Regions from separate parts of the Zea mays genome. Here region 2 is linked to region 1. Evidence: chromatin contacts called from public Hi-C data. All regions are on one chromosome and are shown on one strand. Each heading gives the region's core, a stretch centred on a gene start, on an enhancer-like site or on the middle of the called end of the contact. The rest is flanking DNA. Distances are from core to core; before and after follow the strand shown.

Evidence for each region. Hi-C and Micro-C count contacts between places; a contact is called where the count stands out from the background.
Region 2: a Hi-C map of root tip shows a contact between it and region 1, with 8 times the contacts expected there. The contact joins the promoter of LOC100281145 here to the promoter of LOC100382506 in region 1. A contact is called at or near these places in 12 of 25 Hi-C or Micro-C datasets (bundle sheath, ear, endosperm and 4 more) and 2 of 3 datasets of contacts at active chromatin or transcription factors (leaf and seedling).

Annotation. Positions count from the first base shown.
Region 1 is chr9:15,893,547-15,897,599 of Zm-B73-REFERENCE-NAM-5.0, forward strand. LOC100382506 (vacuolar proton pump-like protein) reads right to left here and starts at 2,800. Exons shown (of 8, transcript NM_001357030.1): 1 at 2,458-2,800; 2 at 435-1,009; 3 at 1-328. The coding sequence starts at 2,695.
Region 2 is chr9:16,107,431-16,111,566 of Zm-B73-REFERENCE-NAM-5.0, forward strand. LOC100281145 reads right to left here and starts at 1,851. Exons shown (of 4, transcript NM_001196990.1): 1 at 1,516-1,851; 2 at 1,094-1,344; 3 at 646-982; 4 at 82-484. The coding sequence starts at 1,758. The coding sequence ends at 242.

The DNA.
Region 1 (4,053 bases), core at 1,550-4,049:
GAAGGGCCAACCAGCTGATTAGAGCAATACCAAAAGTCATCAGGACGGTGGAGATGATGAGCTGCTTCTTAAGTGCAGGCTCAATTTCTTTCACAGCCTTGACTTCAAAGAAATCAGTAGCAAAAAGGGTGGTGATCAAGCAGACAATGATACCAACAGAGCTAACAAGGAGTGGGTAGCACATCCCAGTGAAATCATGGTCGATTCCGAAAGATGAAATAGACGCAACAACAAGGGCAGCACAAGAAGACTCTGCGTATGACCCAAAGAGATCAGATCCCATTCCAGCAATGTCACCAACATTGTCACCGACATTATCAGCAATCACCTGCAAAATAAAATTTGAAAATTCAGGGAAGGAAATGCCATGTACTAATGATTGTACATCTCCTAGAATTGTTCTAAAACGAACAGTACATGTCAAGAGAACTTACAGCTGGGTTCCTAGGATCATCCTCAGGAATGTTCCTCTCGACCTTTCCAACAAGATCGGCACCAACATCAGCAGCCTTTGTGTAGATACCTCCACCAACTCTTCCGAAGAGAGCCATGGACGACCCACCAAGACCATAGCCAGTGATGGACTCAAAAAGACCCTCCCAGTCATCACCGTAATACAACTTAAATACATTAATTGTGATGTACAGAACCACAAGCCCACTTGATGCAAGCAGGAAACCCATAACAGCGCCAGAGCGGAAAGCAGTGATAAAAGCCTTGCCAACACCCTTCCTAGCTTCCAGGGTAGTTCTGGCATTCGCATATGTGGCAATCTTCATGCCAAGGAAACCAGAGACCAGAGAGGTGATGGCTCCAAGCAAGAAGGACACAGTGCTAAAGAGTGCAGTGAACAGCGCAGGCTTGCAGTACTTGTCCTTGCTATATGTGCAGGGCTGGCTCTTCGTGCTGAATCCCTCAACCGAACCAAGGAAGAGGAAGATCACAACAGCGAAGATAGCCATGAAGATACCAACATATTGGTACTCGGTGAAAAGAAACGATGTTGCTCCTGTCCATAAAAGAGCAAGAGTTTTTTTTTAGATGTCAATCATATGGTTAGGATCACTAGGATGTAAATATAAAACCACACAAGGTTATATTGTGCTGCAAATTCAAACTGTGTACAATACAATGGTACAATAGTAGATTCAGAAAGAATGTCAAAACCTGTCCAGTTTATATTTGCAGTATCAGAAAATAAATAACGGGTGATTAATAGACTGAAGCATCCAACATCCATTTGTCAACCACACAGGTAAGCAGCTAACTCATGGACCCCCAACCAGGTAACTCCAAAAGTGCTCATCTTCCTGTGTCGCCGTCTCAATCATAGAAAATAGCACATGCACATCGGGTCAAAGATTGGTGACCCGCTTAAAACAAAAGCCCCACATATCGGACAAGTATCTGATGAGCACTAGGGCCATCCATGCTGATCTAAATGGGAAGTTCAAAGGTCAGTGAACAAACGACACGTGGGTGACAGATGGCAGAGAACCCCCACCCAGGAACTTCCAGGTCCAGATCTACTTACCAAATGGTGCTCTGCCTAACTTGCTACGTGTTTGCATAATCAATTTGTGACAGATCCGTCACGCACCTTCCATTACCGAGTTTTAGTCTAGAAGAAAGGCGCCAGGCGAGATCGGGCCATGTCAACTGAAAGCTACACCTTTTACTGCAGCACCGACACAGGGCAAGAACACGGATAGGCATTAAAAGACAACTTCAATAAAGCCTAGATCCACCAGCTAAGCTACTACAAGCATCCAAAGCCAAAGCCCACACTCATCACACGTCCAAGAGGTGGGAAAAAGGAATTGTTTGCCAGCCCTACTTGGGGCCCGTGAATCGAATACTAGCAAAACAACAGTAGCACATCACATGAGCCACCCTTGAAAAAAATCCACAGTTGGGACGGTGCCAGTAGTGAACAAAAATATATCATAAAAAAGTACATAGTTTGAAGGGTTTGAAGGGGGGAAGGGATACACCAATTGTTAGTCCCCAGAGGTACCGAGCCCCCACCCACCCACCCCACACAGACATAGATATTTGTCTTCCATTCCGAAAAAATCATGCAACCTGAAACTCGCTTCGGTCCTAACAAAATGATGATTTTGTGCTACCTAGACAGTTGCTACGGTCCCGGAAGAGGGTAAAAATAGAATGGCATTCGAGCTCACCCAGGCATCCGCAGCCTAATAATAGGAACTTCACCGCCAGATGACCAGATCAGCGTGAAACCCACTAAATAAACGAACGGGTAGCAAAACTCCGGACCTTCTACCCCCCGCAAAGATCTCACCCACTCTTAGAGAAACGTGTGCATATCCTATTAACAAACGACGGACACTAAAAAAACATAATCCTCGCCGGAGCAGCCGAGAAACGCGTGGATCTAGGCGGACCCAGCATCGGCCCCAGATCTGAGGAACCCCCGGCGGGCGGCCTCACCTTCGGAGATGGCGTTCTGGATCTCGGCGCACTTGACGACGACGTTGTGGTCGTTGAGCCCCTCCTCCTCCTCGATGAGGGAGTCGGCGTAGCCGGCCTTGCCGCCGCTGCCGCCGGACGCGGCCGGGGAGAGCTTCACGCGCGACACGACCACCCACTGCACGACGGCGAAGGCGATGCCGATGACGGCGGCGACGGGGATGAGCACCTCGGTGGCGAGCGCCGAGAGGATCGCCATGGCGGCGACCGAACCCTAATAACGGACGGACGGACGGACGGACGCGAGGGCGGCGGCGGGGTGGGGGAAGGGAGGAGGCGACGCGTCTCGCTCTGCACGCTCTTCGCCTGTGCTCGGGGCGCGTGCCTTATATAGCGGGGAAGGTGCGTCCGGAGGAGGGAGTGTGGAATGGACGGAGGTGGCCAGGAGAGAGAAGAAGGGGGGGTGGGTCGTGAATGCAGTTAACTTGGAAGGGTTAGGTGTGAAAGTTGCAGGCCTTGCTGGTGCGGTGGGCCCGGGATGGCAGGTGGGCCCAGGAGATAAATATCTTTTAGCTTATCTCCGTTATTTAGGGTTATAGGCATAGGCATGGAAAGATCTGGATCAAGTGAGTGAGCTTGCACTGACGTGTCATTTGCCTTCAGCATTGGATAAGCTAATGATCTTCTTGGATACTGCATTAGCGACGGGGTGTTTGGTACTAGTTGTGTTTAGAACCTTGCGTTGCTTAGCAAGCTAACTTGTCTGGGCAAGCTAGCTTTTCCTCGTCGTTGAAGCGGACGGGCGGCCAATTCGGCTCTCCCGCGCTGGCAAGGCGAGCGGACGGAGAAAGCTACCACGTTCTGCGATTGGAGGCTGGCCGACGGGTGGGCCTTCCTGTACTATTTCAGTCACGACATGCATGTCGTTGTGCTATTTAAATTGTCCATGGTTATATTTGCTGGCCAAGCTGAGCAAGATTAGGCAGCCTTACCATGCTAGCCTGTGCTGCTAAAAGAACCAAGCACCCCCCAACGTGCTTACTCTGTCTTTTTTTAGGCATGAGCGAGCAATGGCGAATTTAGCAAAGAATGATGTCGGAATAGGGTCAGCTTCATTATATGATGCAATGTTTTTTCAAACTTTAGTGTTTTATTTAAAGATTTATAAATTTTATCGGGGTCAACTGACCCCAACAAACACCCATATGGCCATATATCCACTCCTGCCAGCGAGCGGACGATGGCTCAAGAGAGGTGGCAAACTCTTATTCTTAGGCTATTTTGAACCATTCCCCCTCCTAAATCCCTACATTCATAATTTCTATTTATATTTAAATATCTATCTCCTCAAATATCTGTCCCTTATTTTTCCTCATATCCAATCATTTTCCTATTCAAGTCCCCTTAACCCTGGGTTATTTGACTTTTATACATCGGTTTTTGGAATTTTAAATGATTATACAATTTTTTGTAGTGTTATAATACATATTGTTATCTGCTAAGTAAATCTAAAAATTAATTTTGTAATTATTATAGCTGATTAGCGGAGAGGGGGTGAGAGCTCTCACCGAGAAGAGCGTGAGGGGGGAGGGGAGCCGTTGGACGCTCACGGGGAAG
Region 2 (4,136 bases), core at 601-3,100, 210 kb after region 1:
ATCTATAGTCATGGCTTCTGACCAGGACACGCCAATGAAGCCGAGATAAGCTGCAACGAACTATATACACTTTATTTTATTAAAAATTAATTTCATTTATTATCTAGGATCGCAAAGGTTTCACCCTTATTCATTACATAGATACGACTAGCTTGAGCTTTAATTCGTACCGACTTTTACTACTTATACAGTGTTTTTGTCTCTAAGGATTAGTCCATGGATTTAATCCAAAGCGAACAAGCTATATCTTTGCAGTCTCTTTAACCAATTTCCCTCGAGAGAAATGTTCGTAGAGTCCAGCAGTATATTCTTTGACTTTCACCTTCTTGTATAGTGCTGGATGGTTCTCGTCTATCAGTTTGTCAGCGGGCCGGATTTCTCTCTCAGGATCTATAGAATAGAACAGAACCACTGATAGCCTCTCTTTCTCCGCGTTTGTTACAACCCGGTGCACTGGGCTCTTGAAGATCCCATTGCTTATTATCTGTGTAAAAGGAAAAGAAAAAACACAACAGTTATCTGTCTTGCATTTCAGCATTTATTCATATATAATAAGCATGACCAGATTAAATTAGCCAAACTTTAATCTCCCATTTGCAATCATAACAAAGATTGTAATGATAGTTCGTTAATAAATGAATTTACCTCTATTTGGTCTCCTAGATTGACGAGCAGGGTGTGAGGTCTGGTGCGCACGTCGTACCAGGCTCCGTCCCGGAAAACCTGAAGCCCGCCGACGCTGTCGTCTAGCATGAGAAGCGAGAGGAACGTGCCGTCGGAGTGAGGCCTCAGGCCGAAGACGAGGTCCGGCCGCGCGCACGGAGGGTAGTAGCTGAACCTGGCATGGGTGTCGGCCCTGTCGCCGAACTGGTCGATGAAGTAGTCGTCGTCGTCGCCGAGCTCATCTAGCGCCTTCGCCATTTCTCGAAGCAGGCAGTCCTTCACTCTCGTGCACTCTGTGGTGAAATCGTGCAGAACGTCCCTGCATATATAGAATTATATTAGACATGCATGTGGCAGACAGTCCTTCACCAAGTAGCTAGTAGAATTATATTGGAGTAATTAATCGATCAACATCATGGGAAGATCACACCTTAGACATGCGGGCCATAGGTCAAGGCTCCTGTCCTCCTGAGGCTCCACCAAGAGGTAAAGGCGGTCGCACCAGTCCAGGACCTGGTCCTCCGACGCCACCCGGTCGTTCCCGTACCCTTGGAGCTGGAAGTGCTTGCCGTCGATCATGTTGCTGTGCTTCTGCTTCTCCTGGAGCGGCTGCCTGAAGAACTCCCTCGACGCGTCCATCATGGCGTCCATGAGAGTGGCCTCGATGCCGTGGTTGGTCACCTGCATGCTCGACATCCATTACGTACGTGCTCCAGTCCAGATCTACGGTATATAGTACTCGACATCCATTACGTACGTGCTCCAGTCCAGATCTACGGTATATAGTAGAGTGCTCTGTAGCATGATAGATACACGGTGTGTTCGTGCGTATGCGTTAAAGCACGTACGTACCAGGAAGAGACCCCAGGACTCGAGCGCCAGCCGGAGCTTCGAGGCCTCGTCGGCGCCGCCGCCCGGCTGGCACAGCCGGGCGAGGTCGATGACCGGGACCGGCGCGGTTACCGTGACCTTGGGCTCGTTGCCTGCGCGCGCGACGTACCGAGCTGGCACGTCGTTCGCTGCGCCGGCGAGCTCTTGCACCGGCGGCGGCGGCGGCGGCAGCACCGGCCGAGCTTCCCCTCCTGCACTTTCCATTCTAGCAGGAGCTAGCTAGCTAGCAGAGGGCTGTGGCTTCTGTACGAGTACGACTAAAATATCATCGCTGCCGCTACGCCCGACGAACCGACGATAGCACAATGAGTGGCGCTCTGGCTAGTACGGTATATAGAGTGCTCGTCTCCGATCCGTCTACTCCTAGCTGCTAGCTAGCCAGCGATCGTTTCGACGCGTGTGGCCCGGAGCACCGCCGTGTTCGTCGATCGCATGTGCACAGAGATGAGATGACGTGCAAGTATGGACGGACTCGCGTTCTTCCCATCCCTAGCAGGCTAAACGTTTGGGAACCCGTGATTTTTTAGAATCTGGTTAATTTATGCACGTTAACCAATAAAATACAACAAAAGTTGATAATTAAGATTTTCTTTTTCTTGCAGCACGTCATCTAAAACACAAATGGTGTTTGGATCTATATATAGCAGATAAAATTTATCCGAGAATTTCTACTTAACCAAACGTTAGTTGCGCAAGAACATGTCCACGTTCGGATAACAGGATCCAGAAACAATTTCGTTCCTTGCCGTAAAAACAAACGAGTACTTATTTGTAATGTATTGTTGTTGAATGTCACGTGGCTGTTAATGTTATATAAAATATAATGTGGTCGTACTTTTATTGTCGGGAATGGAGCCTCGGACGAGAATGAATACGAGATAAATTTTACACCGTAATAGGCATGGAGATGAAAACAAGGATAAATATAGCTTCATGTGTGAATGTAGACGAGGTGTCTAAATCTAATAGAAAATTCTCCATTGACACATAGGGATAGGTCAAGGTATGTGCTCATGTATATATATAGCCGTATAAAACATTGTTTTATATTATGTACATCAATATTTACTGAGCTGGAGATGGAGATAGCTAGCTCCGGATGGAGTCCGGAGTGGCGCGTGCTGTCCGGCCCCTCTCCTGGGGTGCCCGGCCGGCTGTCCTCTTCGATCTTCGTCAGGTCGCTCCATGCCGATAGCACATCGATTGGCCTAGCAACTTGACCTTACCGTGCGTGATATCATCTCCCAATGCAAGTCCCAACAGGGACAAACAACTACAGTTCCAGGGTCGGTTAAACGCGCGCCATCCTGCAGCCAACTACCATATGACCGGAACTCCGGATGTCCCGATCCGTTGCAGGCGCCATCCTGCAAGTGCAGGTGCCTGATATGTCGATTCATCATCTGTCCCTGGCCCTGACGCATGCGCCATCGACCGTGCTGCTTCTGCAACACTTTGGGCTAGCAAGTCGGGGTCCAATGAATTCGGTCTTTATTACCGTCGGTCTCGGTCACCTTGACTATCGACTAAAGTCACTAAACTACAACCGTTTTCAACCCTATCAATCATAACGCGTTCCAGTAAATAGTGTCTTTATTGTCAGTGTACAGGTATCATAGTGTCACATCAACTTTTTTATGAACTAATATTTGAAATGAAACACAATATTTATTTGAAAAAAAAAATCATCCGATCACGATTTTTTTTAAAAAAATACATAACTCAAACAAAATAAATAAAAAATTTAAAGAGTTTATATAGTTACTAAAAAAGATACGGTAATGCTCATTGTTATCCTCCTCCTCCGCCTCTTCCGCGTTTCTACTTCATCTAGTTTAATTGCTTGATAATTTTTTTACGGTCAACTTGTGTCCCCATTTTATGTTATTATCTATATCGGTGGTGTACTGATCCAACAATTTTATGAAGTATTCATACAATTTTGATTGAGTTGACCTCTGGTTGTCTTTATAGAGCTTTCTGGTTGTCATTATAGAGCTTGCTCATCATACTTTTCTCTATAATAAGGGACTCATTGCTACTCGTTGCTAGTCCTTTCCCTTTATATTGTGCTATTGCTATATCTGACCAATATGACATGTAGATTTGACATTGTGCGACAATGCGGAGCTATAATCGTTGTCCATGTTGAGATAAAATTGTTTACTGTCATCGTTGAAGTCATCATCCACATGTTGCACGTACCAATTGGGCGAATAACACGCCATATGCTCCAACTTGGAAGTATGTTTCGCCATACCTATTTCAGAAACTCTCCTTTACTCCTTCAAGGAGCATAGCATCATCTAATCCGCTCGGCCAGGCCAGAGACAATCGCTTGTACATGTCATTCAAAGAGGGTGGACTTATAGTTGTTTGTTGACCACCGATCCTTCAACTGCTTTTGAATACAATGACGAGAAGGTTCGGTGGAGTTGTACGTATACCCTAACTGACCTAAAAAATATCGACCCTTTTTTGCTTAACCATTCTATCTGCTATGTATTTTGCGTGACTATACGCACGATATATGCATGGTATCCAGCGCGAAGCGTCAATCAATTGGACCTGTTTGGTTTAGC